Linked DNA regions of Mus musculus: region 2 is linked to region 1. A link is a contact called in public HiChIP or PLAC-seq data. All regions are on one chromosome and are shown on one strand. The core of a region is the stretch at or near the end of the contact, and the rest is flanking DNA. Distances in the headings are between cores, read along the strand shown. Region 1 overlaps Etv6 (ets variant 6). Region 2 overlaps Etv6 (ets variant 6).

Region 1 (6,823 bases), core at 2,693-5,192:
TTTCTTCCTATTAAAGATAAGGCTGATGTCCCTACCATGTACATAGGTGTTGATGATGGCCATTTGTCGCCACCTGACCTCCTTAGCAGCTGGAACACCCTCTAGCTCACTGGGTGCATTTGCTTTTTAGGGTAGTTTTTGTTTAATTTGTATATTGAGTGGTATACACAGTCCTACATTTATTTATTTTATATATGTGAGTACAATGTATCTATCTTCAGACACACCAGAAGGGGGCATCAGATCTCATTGCAGATGGTTGTGAGCCACCACGTGTTTGCTGGGAATTGAACTCGGGACCTCTCGAAAAAAGCAGTCAGTGCTCTTAACCATTTGAGTCGTCTCTCCAGCCCCCATCGTCCTGCTTTCTTTGTTCTCCATTATCTGAACAATTTGTCTTTCCTAGCTTTTTGGCAAATATAGACAAAGTTTAAGTTAGCTATTTATACTTACTAAAATGTCATGCCGTTTCTTCTGTGGTTCTTGGTTTTGTTTGTTTGTCTATTTTTGTTAGGTATCCAGTGACCTGTGGGATGCTCAGGAAAGCAGGAGATAGGACTGGAAGCTTCTGATCATGGATGGAGCTCCATTCTATCCATGGGCAACAGATCGCTGGCCAATGAGCAAATTTTTGGTGCATATTTTTTGTTTACATTCATTGTGTCAGCTAATTGTTTTCTTTTAAAGTATAATTCAACTAAGAGAGAAAGTGTAAACTCATTATATACTAACTGAATTTACCTAGGTTTTTGTTTTGTTTTGTGACCCCAGACTGTGACAGTTTTAGGCTCCGATGTCTATTCCACTAGCTCACACGACTTTCTCATCAGTTTGTGGTCCATGACTGGAGAGAGGAAGGGAGCGTGCCTGTCTCAGGACTTCTTGTTAAGTGTGGCTTTACTTTCTGTTCCCTTGCGTCTCAGGAAACTTAGAGCAGACTGTGGGTCTGAATTTAGAGTTTGTTTTCCTGGAAATGTCACTAGACTATAAACTCAGAAACAGTAAACTCAGAAACAGATTGCCCCGAGAAAAATTCCCTAACGAGTTGTTATTTCTCCTCTTATGTCACCTTTTCTCTCGTAAGATTCTGTCTCATAACATAACTTCATGGTGTCCTAAAACTTCCTAGCTAGAAACAGTCTCTTAGGAAAGGAGTTGATAATTAATTCAGTGGCTGCACATTACCATGTGGACGGATGAAAGGACAGACATCTGTCATGGACATTGCCAGATGGGTCAGAAGTTGTCCATGGTGGTTGGTCCTGCATGGAGGGAGTTTTAGGAATGATGTGACAAATTGATTTTATCTGTGCTTCTGTTAATGCAAAATAACCTTGTTTACACAATACCATTGTTAGCATCATATGTACCCCGAGTGCTTTCACCAACTAAACAGTAACAACAGGTGACAACTGGGTCTTTTTCTTATCTGCAGATAGATCGGTTCTAACAATCTGTGGTCTCTCATCTCCAGTGGGGTTTTTTTCCCCTTTGGTTTTTTCCAGACAGGGTTTGTCTGTATAGCCCTGGCTGTCCTGGAACTCACTCTGTAGGCCAGGCTGGCCTGTAGGAACTCAGAAATTCTCCTGCCTCTGCCTCCCAAGTGCTGGGATTAAAGGCGTGTGCCACCACGCCCAGCTTCTCTAGTAGTTTTTGAATTGTTGCTATTTGATAAGTCAAATGAGCATGTAGTTTCATTTATTATTTCTTAAGAAAAGGTTTTATTCAGTGTGTGTTTTGTGTATGTGTGCCATAGGAGTGGGGAGAGAATGAATGAATGAATGAATGAATGAATGAATGAATTGGAGCCTTGTGTGCTGTTGTTTGCTTTTAGAGGTTGGAGAACAAATTTTATGGACCAAATGTTCTCTTTCCACTTTAAAACAATTATATTATTAATTTGTCTCCCTTGCTCTGCTCTGTCCGCTCCTTCCCTCCCTCCACTTCTCCCCCCCCCACCCCCGCTCCCTTAGCTTCTTCCCTCTCACCACTTCTCCCCCCCCACCCCCTCCCTCTGCTCCCTCCGCTCCTTCCCTCTCTCCACTTCTCCCCCCCTGCTCCCTCCGCTCCTTCCCTCTCACCACTTTTCCCCCCCCTCACCCCCCATGTAGGCATCCATGTATCCCCTTCTGGTTGTTTTTGAGGCAGAGTCTCTTGCTGTTTCTGCTCCTATACTGCATACAAGAGTTCCCTGCTGCTTCACCTTCTGCCTTCTCTCTCACAGTAGGGATGCTGGGAATAAGATGACACACACTAGCCACTGCATCTAGCTTTTAAATGTAGGTACCATGAGTTAAATGTATCTGGTCAGGATTGAATAGCATGCGCTTCTACCCGTGAGGACATCTTGCTGGCCCAAACAGCTTGTTTTAGTTAATTTTAAGACATCCTTTTTCCCCCCTCTGAATTTTTGCTAATGAAGTTTTTCCATCCTGAGACAAATACTTTTCGTTTTTACTATTTAGCTTCACAATGTTTATTAAACATTTCCACATATATTCAAAAGCAGTAAGAGTGACAGAGCATTTTCCACACTTATCACTCAGCTTTGACAGTTACTAGTGCGTGATTAATCTTGCCCTATGCCTTTCCACCCTTTGCAAACCTCCACCAACCTGCTATTTTATAGTACTATATAAATCCCTTGTAATTCCACATATAAACACTTAAATATGCCTTTCACATCCTTTAAAAACAAACAAAATGCCATCATTAAAACTAACAAAGCTAAGAGTAATTTCTTCATATTATCTAATTACTACCTAGAGTTCAAATGTAGCATCTAGAAGGTACAGATGATGCAACTAGCAAAATGTAGCCTGTAAGTTTCAACTTGCACACGAAGATAAGTGAAATTAAAACACAGTTTGCTAATGACCAGGGCTCTCAGAGAAGCACACTGGGTCATGTAAGTATGACCTTGGTCACAGTGGCTGCTACTCTCCATAGCATGTCCCAAGAAGGGGTCTAAGAAGGGAGCATGAGAGCTGAGGACAGCTAAGAAGGTGGCACTTGCTGTTTGGAGGTTGGCCTGTCATTTGTGTTGGCAAACTTTCCTCCTCGTTAGTGCAGAGAGCCATCACCACTGCTTGGTGATCTTTGTGCTAATTCATGGTTGAGTTGTGTATCAGTTAAACCTCTTGGATATTTAAATATCCAACTTCCTTCTTGGGTATTTAAAATAAATAAATAAATAAATAATAATAATAATAATAATAATAGAAGCTGAACAACCAGGATTCCTTTCATAAGACACCAACCCCATAGGGCACAACTCTTATGTGCCTGTGAGAAGAAAGGCTAGTTTCTCAAGACATCTTCCTTTTTGGATTTGGGGCACTTCCTGATTCTTTCTGGGTAAAAGTGACATTTCCCTCCTTTCTCGTGACTTTTAATACTTCTTCTCTGGGTGAGAACCAGGAAGTAGGAAGTGAGCATCTAAAACCCAACACTGCATTTTCTCACGCACGTGAATGTTTCTGTGGCCGGTGAAGGGAAGGGAGGGTCCACAAGAAAGCTGGTCGTTATCAAATCTAATTTAAATGCAGTAGCAAATAGCAGTAGAGTCTCGTCTTAATCTTTTCTATAGTGAAGATGAAATGGGGTATTATGCTTGTATAATTGAACGAAAGTAGACGATTCCAGCCTTTGTCTTCTCAGCACTGAGAGGAGAATGTGAAAGAAGAGTCCTCACGTGTACATGGAGCCTTCTCAGCCCTTCTCCAAACACAACCAGCCACAGTCAGAGTAAATGTTTGCAGAGTCCACAGTGGAAGCTTTTGTTGATTGTCATATTTTTCAACTTACAAGAAAGTCTTCAGATACCGTATTCATCGCTGACATCTACCCGAAGTATAATTAATTCCTCTGTGTTTGTTATCTTCGATGACTCCTGCTTGTGTAATCTGTGCAGCTATGATGCTTCCTCATTTGTCTGTGCCTTGCCAGCCCCAGTGATCCTGTGCTCATTCACCAGCTACCGTTGGGGTTTTCTTCCCAGCAGGTGGACAGAACCTTAAAGAAGATTCACTTTGTCTTTGACATCTTAGTTCCTCTATGGCCGGAGCTTCCAAGGGTAGACCAGATAACTATTTCTATCAGCCTGCCAGGAATTCATCATTGTGTCTCTTAGGAAACCTTTTGTGCCTTTCAGAGACCATTTTCACACCTTGATTTGTCAAAGGCTGTGTGAGATATGATCACAATGGTACACAGATTTCTTATCAAAAATGTAGTCTCCCTCAATTCACAGTGCCTCTGATACTTACGAAGAAATTGGACTTATTTAGTGTGGGGGTATAGGGGTGGAGGGATGCCTAGGTATATAGAGATCAGAGGATAATGTGCCAGTTTTTCCTTCCAGTATGTAAGTCCTGGAGATTAAACTCAGTTTACCAGATGTGGCTGCAAATGTTTTACCCAGTGAGGCATCTGTACACACCATACTTAATGTTTAAATTTGCCAGTGATTTATTGAGACAAGGGTCTTGTTCTGAAGCCCAGACTAGCCTGGAGCTCATCATGTACCTCAGGCTAGCCTTGCTCCTTTCACTGTTTTTGCTTCTTAAATGTTAGGATTGTACATGTGTGCCAGCAGTTCCAACACAACTTAAAGGGTCAGGAGGGCGGGATACACTCACATAATCCTGGGCAATCAATTCCTCTAGCCGAGATCTTTACATAGGAAAAATCGTTAAATTAATGAAACACTTTTGGACAAAGGAGACCATGATTCTCATTGCTGTGAACCCGTGAGTACACACATTCCTGCATTTAGACATTTTGGAATATTGTCGACAAAGGACAGCACGGCAGCTGTGCTTCTCGACTTTAAGGAGTTTGCAGCCTGGTTGAGATAAGAGGCTGTGTATAAGATAAGCCATGGTACAAAGCAATATGGGATCAGTGTGGAAAACTGAAGGACTTGAAAAGATAGAGAGAGGGTTCTTTAAGTTAGGGTACAGTGAGGAGGGTAGGAAGAATGACTTAAACTTATGAAGAGAGTTCTGTGTGATAACTGCTGATCACACGTTCTGTAGGTGTTCACTCATTTGATCTTTGTGTGATAATGTGTCAGCCAGGCAAAACAGAGCTCTGAAACTAAGCAAGGATATAGTCAGCACATCCAGGGGATGCTGGGGCCTCTGTCAGGTTCTGGGTGCCCGACTCTAGAACCACAGTCATTTTAATGCCTAAGAAGCCTGGGAAGACTTGAGCAAAGGGAAGCTTTAACCAAAGAAAGCAAACCATGCCCTGAAGCAAAGGCTACAGGGAAATATTAAAGGGTGTGGCTTGGACTTGATCCCAATAAGTAGTTGGAGAACCAGTGAATGAACTTGGAAAGAAAATGTCATGATTACCTTGAGGGGACAGAAGTCACCATGTGTTGTGTGGCAGCCACTGGGATTAGACCTTGGGCTTTCTGATCATTTCTGCTCACTCTGTCCTGTGTGCTGTCCCTTTGACTTTCAGTTAGCTCCTTCCCCCTTGGTCTTGTGGGATCAGTAACTCCCAGTGCTCAGTGACCAAGGAAATAGGTGCACACTGTCTCTTTGGTTATTGGGGCTTTCTGAATAACTCTCAGGACCCCAAGACCCTATTGCAGAAGCTTCCATGAAAAGTAGAAGGTAAAACAGCATAGTCTCCCTTTCAGGATCTCTGGATTTGATGTAGAACAAACAAATAACTCAGATTTCAGGGCATCCTTAGGAATCCAGAAGGATGGTAACACATGGAGACACTACTAGGATAGTGATGGCCTGTTGTCCTAACAGGTTCTCATTTAGTCCCTAGGGGCTGACTAGAAGGATCTCTGTCAACTAATGAAGACTGTGCTTAGGGGCAGGCTAGGTCTGTAGCCATTATTTTCCACTTCAGAGTGATTAATTCGTGATTTCAGTGCAAGCCCCAAATCAATGTGTAACACTGGAGGTGGCACAAAGAAGCCAATGTTCAATATTAAGGTACACAGGGCGCCTGAAGAAAACAAGAAAGACAAGGAGCAAAGGTTAGTTGCTACATCTGTTTCTTTTTTTAAACAAAGAAAATAGGTGATGAAGAAATGTTTTGGCAAGATCTCGGGAAAATCTCTTACAAGGAAGCAGGTCCAGGCAGGGAAAGTTCCAGAAGAGTTGGTTAGATTGTGAAGAACATTTCAAAGTCGGCAAGTAGAGGGAAGCGTTTGTGTCCTCGAAGGTTCAGGGACACTGTCCCATTTTTCTAAAAGCTTTATGTTGTGTAGAGGATCTCTATAGAGGCCAGAATCAATAGAGACCTGGGCCGAGGTGGGCAGGGCTTGGATTAGAAACTTTCTGAAGCATGTTTTGAATAGTTCATGACACCATATGGCTCTTACTGCTTTAAAATTTATTATTATTTGTGTGTCTGATGTGTGTACGAATGCGTGTGGCCCAGTGTATATGAGGACATCAGAGGACTTCATTTGTGAGTTGGTCTTTTCCTTCTGCTTTGGCTTTGAGGTAGGGTTTCTTCTTTCTGCCATGTTGAGTATTCCAGGAAGAGTTGGCTGGGAGCCTGCAGCTGATTGTCCTGTCTCTGCCTCCCGTCTATCTCGCTGTCGGAATGTTGGGATTTCAGATGAGCACCGCCACATTCCTAGCTTTCTTGGATGGATCCGGCACATACCATTATGTTTACCTGGCAAGTCCTTTTTACCATCTTGCTGGTCCCATTCACTGGAGCCTTTTAAGTTTCGTTTATAATAATGAACTTTTTGAAATAGGGCCTTTCTAAGTAGACCATCCTGGCTTGGAACTTCAGTCTCCTCTCCTCCTCTTCCAGTGTGATGGGATTACAAGTGTGC
Region 2 (7,493 bases), core at 4,593-7,092, 83 kb after region 1:
GGTACAGATCCTCACACACAGAAGGGGCGCGTGAATTCACGTTTCAGTGAGGGGGTCAGGAAGATCTTGACCTTACCGGGGTAACTTACACGCATGTAAGACATTTTGTCGCTGAGTCCTCTTGACAGCCCTGTGAACTGAATTTCCTTCTCCTCACCATTAAGATGAAAAGTCCAGTTTAAGGAGGTTAAAAAGGCAAGCTCAGCCAGCGCCACTCACAGAGCTGGTAGCCAGTCCAGTGGCCTCTCAGACTCTGTCTTCCTTCCTTCCCAGTATAAACCAAAGCCCTATTATCTAGATGAAAAGAATGAAAAACAGTGTCACATTCCCTCTGAGACTCAACTGCGGTTAAGACTTCATAAATTTCAGAAAAATAGGATAACTCACCAAAGTAAACATTTAAAAAACCACCTCACAGCAAATGGCTACCGCAACCCCAAACCTCAAGGTTCATATATTGAGATTTCAGTGAGCTTCATGATTCTCATCCGTCTCTTAAATACGGCTCTGTTTCCTGGTAAATAATATCTCTTCAGAGCCCTGGCACATAAATAGTGTAATAAGATCAGCTCTGAGCAGGCTGCCGTTCTAGTGCCCTCTAATTGCAGGGTGAAAATCCAGGGCCGCCTTAGCTCCTCATCTGTCTCCGTCTCTCACTGGCCACTGCCTGACACCCAGTCTGAGGTTCAACACCGTCTCTTCTTTTTGTGCTTTAGATAGATCCGTCCTTTGCACAGATTTTTTTTTTTAAATAAAGTGATTTGAAATGGAAAATTAAAAACTTAAATGCAAGTTTGGCAGCTTCTCTCTTCAGAAGCTTCATAAAATTCTCTATAGCACAGCTGCTCTGGATTCTCACCACTTAGCTGTTCTCACGATGTCTGAGAGATTAATTCTTACAGGGATGTGGTTGGAGATACTCCCCACGTCCCGTCCCCACCCCCCCATCTCCCGCCTCCCATGTTTCGCCGAGAATCTTCACTGGGAAAAGTTATGTGGAAAATCCCATCACCCGAGGTAAAGGTTCTTGAGTGATAGACACCTTTGGGAGTCTGTTACTTACCATGTTGTTTATGTGTGCTCTACTCATTTGAAATCCTGTCCTCTCTGGCAAAAATCTGAAATCTTATGTGCGATCCTGATAAGTGTGTGCCGACACTGTCTTGGGATGCCTCTGTGTGTCTGTGTCTGTGTGTGTGTGTGTGTGTGTGTGTGTGTGTGTGTGTGGTCTATCTGTTGTCTCTGTGGATCTGGATGCAGATACTTCAATCCTTCCTGGCAGATTTAAGCTCTCCACGTCCCACAGGCTGCAGTAGAGGACAAGGGCGGCATCAGAGAATGGAGAGCTTTGGTGGGGTCCCCACCCACTGGCCCAGAGACCAACTGTTTATCCCTGGGTCCCGGCAGCAGCTGAAAGCCAGGGGTGTTTTTGGGATTCGGCTGCCAAAGTTTCTTGAATCAGCCTTGTTCAAAGGCATATGCTGGGCTCACTTCTGAGGGAAATTTCCTTTTTGGGGAAGTTGAAGCAAAGGAATTTCCTGTGTGGGCAGACAGAGCTTCCTGACGTGAAGGCTTCTTGGAAGGGAAACAGTTTCATAATGAAATGACAAATTAAAGATATACCAGCCGGGTTCACTTCAAAACAGCTATTGAGAGTGCAGGCAAAGCCCTATTATACCCCCTCACAGAACAGAAATAAATCCCATCCTGACAGGTTTCTATATGCTGGGTTATATCTGTCCCCCCACACCTTCCTTCACAGTCTCCCACATGCTCCCTCTCCCACCCCCACCACTAGCTACCACCATCTCTGTCTTTAACAGGCTTCGAGCAGTCTCGGGGAGGCCTGGGGCATCCTTCCTGCCTCTTGTCACCTTTCCTTACCAGCTTCGCCCATCCTAGGAGTGCTTGGAGCCTCCTTGTAGGTGATGGTAAAGCCCGAGGCTGCCCAGACTTAGGAGTGATCTCTTTCCTTCTTTTGACATGATTGAAAACAATGATTGAAGATGGCTTCAGCTGGTTCCTTTAGCTGCCCCTTAAAATCTTGTAGGCAGTCCATGTAACTGCTATTCTTATCTCAGAGCTGGTCTGAAGCCGGCTTTGTTCAAGAAAATAGAGCTCTCTCTGCACTGGGCAGATGACGGTCTTGTGCTGAGCGTGTAGTTTTTTGCACTTCAGTCAGCCAGTGTAGCGGAGTTTTGGTTTTGTCTTGTACACTGATATGAAGATTCCCTTTGTTGCTGTTTTTATTTTTAAGACAGGGTCTTGCTTCATAGCCCTGGTACTGATCCAGAACCCACCTTGTAGACTAGGCCTTGGGCGTGATGTAATCCTCCTGTTGTCACCTCCTGAGTACGCATCTCTTTCTCTATCTCTCTCTCTCTTTTTCTGTGTGTGTCTGTGTCTCTGTCTGTCTGTCTCTGTGTCTCCTTTTCTTCTCCCTCCTTTCCCCCTCTTTTGTTAGGGTTGGGTTAAGGATAGAACTCAGGGCCTTGTGCATCCTGGGCAATTTACTCTCCCACTAAATTACACCCCAGCACCCTACATTTCTTTTCTTTTTCCTTCCCTCCCTTCCTTTCCTTCTTTCCTTCTTTCTTTGCCTTTAGAAAAAAACAAATTAAGAGAGAAAAAGATAACAGCATCTTTTGGGCAGTGTGTAAGAACAGCCATTATTCGTTAGGCCTAGGTCAGTAGGATCAAAAACTTACAGACCTTGGAAACCAACGATTTTAAACTGTCATTTCTAGCACTATACAGCCAGCAATGCAGCCAAGTCTCTTAACCTCTTGGCCTCAGTTTCCTTGTCCTTACAGTGAACACAGCAACAGCTTTTCTTCATTCCTGTATAGAAATTAGGTTGCGATCTCAAACATACTCTGTAAACACTCAGAGCTCCATCATGGTTTTTCATTAATCCACCAATGGACTCTTTTGGGGTTGAGGCCCAGTACTGGGCTAAGATAGTAAAATTATATTTACAGATCAGTTTGGTAAATATTTATTAGAGATTTTTCTTCCTATACAACTAGGCTTGGTGGAGAAAACTATAACAAGTTAGACATTTAGAATGGCAATGAAGCAGAGAATGAAGAGTGTTGAACCTGGAGACCAAAGGCTGGAGTCCAATCCTGACTGTTACTCAATTTTATTTATCCATGTGAGCTTCAGTTGCTCATCTATAATACTGGAAGAAGCTGGACTCTGAATGTACCTGTCTCTTTGCAATCCTCACATTATAATCAGTTTTAAAGGGTCCTGCCTTTTAAACTAAGATTGTGTGTATTGCCTGCAGAAACTGAATAACGTGTGTGTGTGTGTGTGTGTGTGTGTGTGTGTGTGTGTTCGCGAGCGCACTCATGTATGCACTTGTGGGCACTCCCTGCAGAAACTGAATAACATGTCCAATTTCCCTCGAGCTGTACATAGTTCAAGGCAACTTCCTAATATGGGTGTGAGATGTCCAATGTAGGTGCTGGGAACTGAACTCAGATCCTCTGTAAGATCAGAATGGGCTCTTAGACCCTGTCCATCTCTTTAGCCACAGGCCCCGGCTTTTGTGGTTGTTTATAAATTCTACTCTAAGGAGTCAGGAAGACATGTGTCCTATATAACAACAGCATCTCAGATGGAGAAACTTGCCTCAAGGATGGAAACAGATTTTGTTAGTGTGTGTGAGGTAAGCAGGGAAATATGGTGCTTCCCAGAAATACCAGCTGTAGTGAGTTATCACTGGGGGCTTCTGGTGATGCTGACGTGGAAATAATGGGGACTGTGGCTGAACTCGGGAGTTTCCTCAAGAGGACTTACTTTGAAGCACCAGGTTTTTTCTCACAGGACACCCAGGACTTTTCCAAATGGTTGTTCATTTAAACCTGCCCTTCATGGCTACTCTTGTTCAAAGGAAATTGAAAGACGGCATGCAGTCTCGATGGTCTCTATGTTGTGATACTAGGGCTGCTAAACTGTCCTGCCCGTCATCTCCCGAGGTTTACAGGGTGTAAGGTCAACTGCAGCTGTAACAGGTTGCTCCCTCGGTTTTACTCTCCACAAGCCTGATGGGTAGGCGGCTCTGTCATCGCTTTACAGACACAGATACGGGGAGTTAGCTGTGTGGGTAATGTGCTTGCCACACAAGCTTCAGTATTTGACTTCTATCTCCAGAACACACATGAAAAAGCCAGGGTTGTTGGTGTACGCCTGTTATCGCAGTGCAGGGGAGGTAGAGACAGGCAGGGTCCTGGGGACTCACTGACCATCCATCCTTACGTAATCAGCAAACCCCAGGCCAAGGAGAGCTGCACATGGCAAAACAAGGTGGATGGCTCCCAAGGAACGATGCTCGAGGGAGACCTTTGGCCTCCAGTGAATGCGTGTGAACCCACATGAGCACGTCTTTAGTGCTGAGCTTACGGTGATGCACTGTACTTGGAACTGTAGCCCTGTATGAAGCAAGAAACTAATGATGGTAGAGACCAAGGTTAAGATGTGTATCTCTTCAGTTAAGACTTAATCCACTGAGGACACCTTATCTGTATCGGCACGGTTGGACCATAATTCTCATTTTTACGAGTACCAAATGAACAGGTGAGGGGAACTCCGTGTAAGAAAGCAAAAACTTCGAGCATGGTTCATCAAAACCAGTGTGTACTGAGCACCTCTTGTATGCAGGAGCATGGCAGTTACAGGAAATATAGCTTTATTTTTCTGTGAAGCATCATACTTACTAATTAGATAGCAGCATTTCAACATCATCATTGTACATTGGTTGCTTTTGAGACAAGGTCTCATTGTATATGCTGACTCCCATCTCAACAGTGATTCTCCTGCCTCAGCCTGTCAGGGGCCGCTACCCCTGGCTCTGGACATTTGTTTTCCATCTTGCGATTGATTTTATTCATTGTTCTTTGTATAAATAAGCTTTATGTCTATGCCAGCATGCTTCTAATATTTTATAACTTGCCACTTACACAGTTTGAATTAATTGTTCATCTTCTCATTGCTAATTCTCCCTTGGCGGGGGATATATATATATTTTCCAAACTATTTTTCAATCAAAACCAATTTTTCTTTCTAAGCCACTTATAAGAGTGACATCTAGGAGCAAATCTCAGGGGAAAACTTCACTTCAATGGCATCTAACAGTTAAGGCTTCACAGCCCTGTTCCTGTTTGGCCTGTGTCGCAGCATTGTGAGTTCATGGTAAGAGGAGAAACACTGCCATTTCTCCTGTTCAGAAATTCAATCTCTCAGTTTAATTTTTCATAGGCCTTTCTAGTAGCCAATGGGGTCTTATTAAAAAAAAATTCCTTTCCCTCATTACTGTATATTCCCCATTTGGTCTTAAGAGTGGGTTTGGTGGGGGCACTGAAATTCTGTAGCCCAGTCTGCATGCTGATTTGCTGCTTTCCTTCCCTGGTGAGGACCTGGGTGGGGGGAGGGGTAGAAGAGATGGATTGATTGTTTATTCTGTTTGGGGATGAGAAGAGGGGGCAGGGCCCTGCGGGGTTCGAGTGCGCACGTGCTTTCCTGGATCCCCGCTATCAATTGCTTGGTTAGCTTTTCTTAGCTGGTAGTCTGAGGCAAGGGAGGAGACCTCAAGAGGGAACAAGGCGACTATTGGCCAGGAAGTGGAATTCTGTAAGCTTTGAAGGAAGGGAAGAGGAATAAAGGGGGGCAGTTGCCAGTCAGTCAGTCTGAGTTATGTCTGGAAGTCCCTGCTCTTCAAACACTAGTGCTAAGGACAAGTCACCTGTGAGTAAACAGTCTCTCACTGGGACCTTGTGGCGAGTCCCCAGGCAGACCACCAAGCTATAGAAACTGAGAGTCAACTGTGTCTTCTGGTGTGTCTAACAGTTCCTTTGTACCCTTCCAATGCCAGGTGGCCCAGATGAGGGAAGTGGCCTGGGTTTCATTCTGAGAGCTCAACACAGCAAGTTTTGCCTTCTTTATTCATTCGCCTCCAGCACTGGATACTAGAGTTGCCTGTACCCATCTCTTATAAAGGAAGCCAGAGAATATGATGGCTTTATGTGGTGCAGATCCATCCGAAGCCTGGGCATTCAGAACCTGACCCAGTCGGCTCCAGCCTTCCCTCCATGACTCAGAAGGCCCAGCAGAGGACCTTTGCTAGTTACCACCAGCCCAGTGACAGACATCTTCCAGACAATAGCCCTGCCTCCTTCCCCTCCTTTCTTTGTCTTTAATAACCATGAAGCTTAAAGAAAAAGTCTTCCCACCAGGCATCAGGTCCTACATAACATGTAGCCTCATTTGATGCTTAAGGAAAGATCTGCCTTGTGGTAGGTCTTACTATGCTGCCTGTCCTGGCCTTGAACTCTCTGTGTAACCCACATTGGCTTCCAAGCCTGTGTTTGCAATTCCTCTAGTTTGCATTTCCCCAAAGAAAACCCACCCAACTTCTGCCAGTCAAGAATAAGTAAGGTCTGTGTTACACCTTCATAGATGAGCCAGGGCGCTTGCCTAAGATCCGGGGTGGTCCTGACATGCTTTGGTTGCCAGCAGCATGACAACTGTACATATACAGATGTCATATACAGATCAACTAGGTGGCATTGCCTAATATAGGATTTCCAGTTTCTGAAAACATAGTGACTCTGTAGAGATTACCGTAAGTAATGCTTTAACATTTCACAGCTCACAGTCATGGGCGGGATGCCGTGCAAGCAGTGCATTGGAGATAATCAGTAAGTAGTAAGCTACGCTACCCACGGGTCCCCGTCATTTGCTTTTGGCTCTTTATCCAATAATGCCATAACTGAGTCTATAACTCACACCTGGGGAGCAGTTGTTCTATGTGAACTTTGTTGCTTTGAAATCTTGAGACACTGTTCAGTACCTCCCTCTCTGTTTCTGAGTACTCAGATTCTTAATGACATTTAAAAGCCAAACTCTATAAACATTTTGAAGCAAAATCCCGGCAGAAATGAACTTTAAACTGGTGAGGGTAGGGGGAGAGAGAGAGAGAGAGAGAGAGAGAGAGAGAGAGAGAGAGAGAGAGAGAGAGAGAGAGAGAGATCCTTGTGGGAGTCAGAAAGAGGCTCTTGTGTGTCTGGACTGGTGGCAGGTTTGTATGTTACCAGAGTGATCTCCATGGTAACAGATCAACATGGCTGCAGTGACAGCTTTATGCTCAGAGCTTCAGGTTCCCATGAGAAGGGGGATTCTCCCAGCAAGCAGAGAGGAAGAAATCCAGAGAGGTCGATGAACACGCCCCTGCTTGGTCAAACTCTCGCCATGGAGCGTCGTTCCATATAACCAGCATGTCTGGTTCAGCTACTCTGCCTCTCTGAGTAGACCAAAGGTCTGCAGAGAGTATATGGAGTTGCCCTCTGAATATTCTCTCCAATTTTAGCTCAACTCATGCAAGGTTTAAACAGCCTTGAATGCAGGCAGCTCTGACACTGATGGGAGAAAACTACCCAAAAGGTCCTTATGCTTACAGATTCTAAAATTTCCAACAATAGTCAATTGAT

What was found. HiChIP or PLAC-seq counts read pairs in DNA pulled down with a chosen protein or histone mark.
Region 2: a contact with region 1 is called in an H3K27ac HiChIP or PLAC-seq map of microglia, with 2.8 times the contacts expected there. The contact joins two enhancer-like sites. A contact is called at or near these places in 1 of 484 Hi-C or Micro-C datasets (nephron progenitors) and 5 of 115 datasets of contacts at active chromatin or transcription factors (CD8 T cells, the HPC-7 cell line, bone marrow-derived macrophages and 2 more).

What each region holds. Positions count from the first base shown.
Region 1 is chr6:134,069,204-134,076,026 of GRCm38.p6, forward strand. The region is part of intron 1 of Etv6 (ets variant 6); the gene reads left to right. Among named protein-coding and RNA genes, the nearest start is that of Etv6, 37 kb to the left of the region's middle. Within about 2 kb of position 3,943, at least 37 of the 459 cell types and tissues checked have an H3K27ac peak or open chromatin away from gene starts, as enhancers often do. A contact at or near this core is called in bone marrow-derived macrophages and microglia, where this site is marked.
Region 2 is chr6:134,150,614-134,158,106 of GRCm38.p6, forward strand. All of the region lies in intron 2 of Etv6 (ets variant 6), which reads left to right. Among named protein-coding and RNA genes, the nearest start is that of Gm52920, 32 kb to the right of the region's middle. Within about 2 kb of position 5,843, at least 87 of the 459 cell types and tissues checked have an H3K27ac peak or open chromatin away from gene starts, as enhancers often do. A contact at or near this core is called in bone marrow-derived macrophages and microglia, where this site is marked.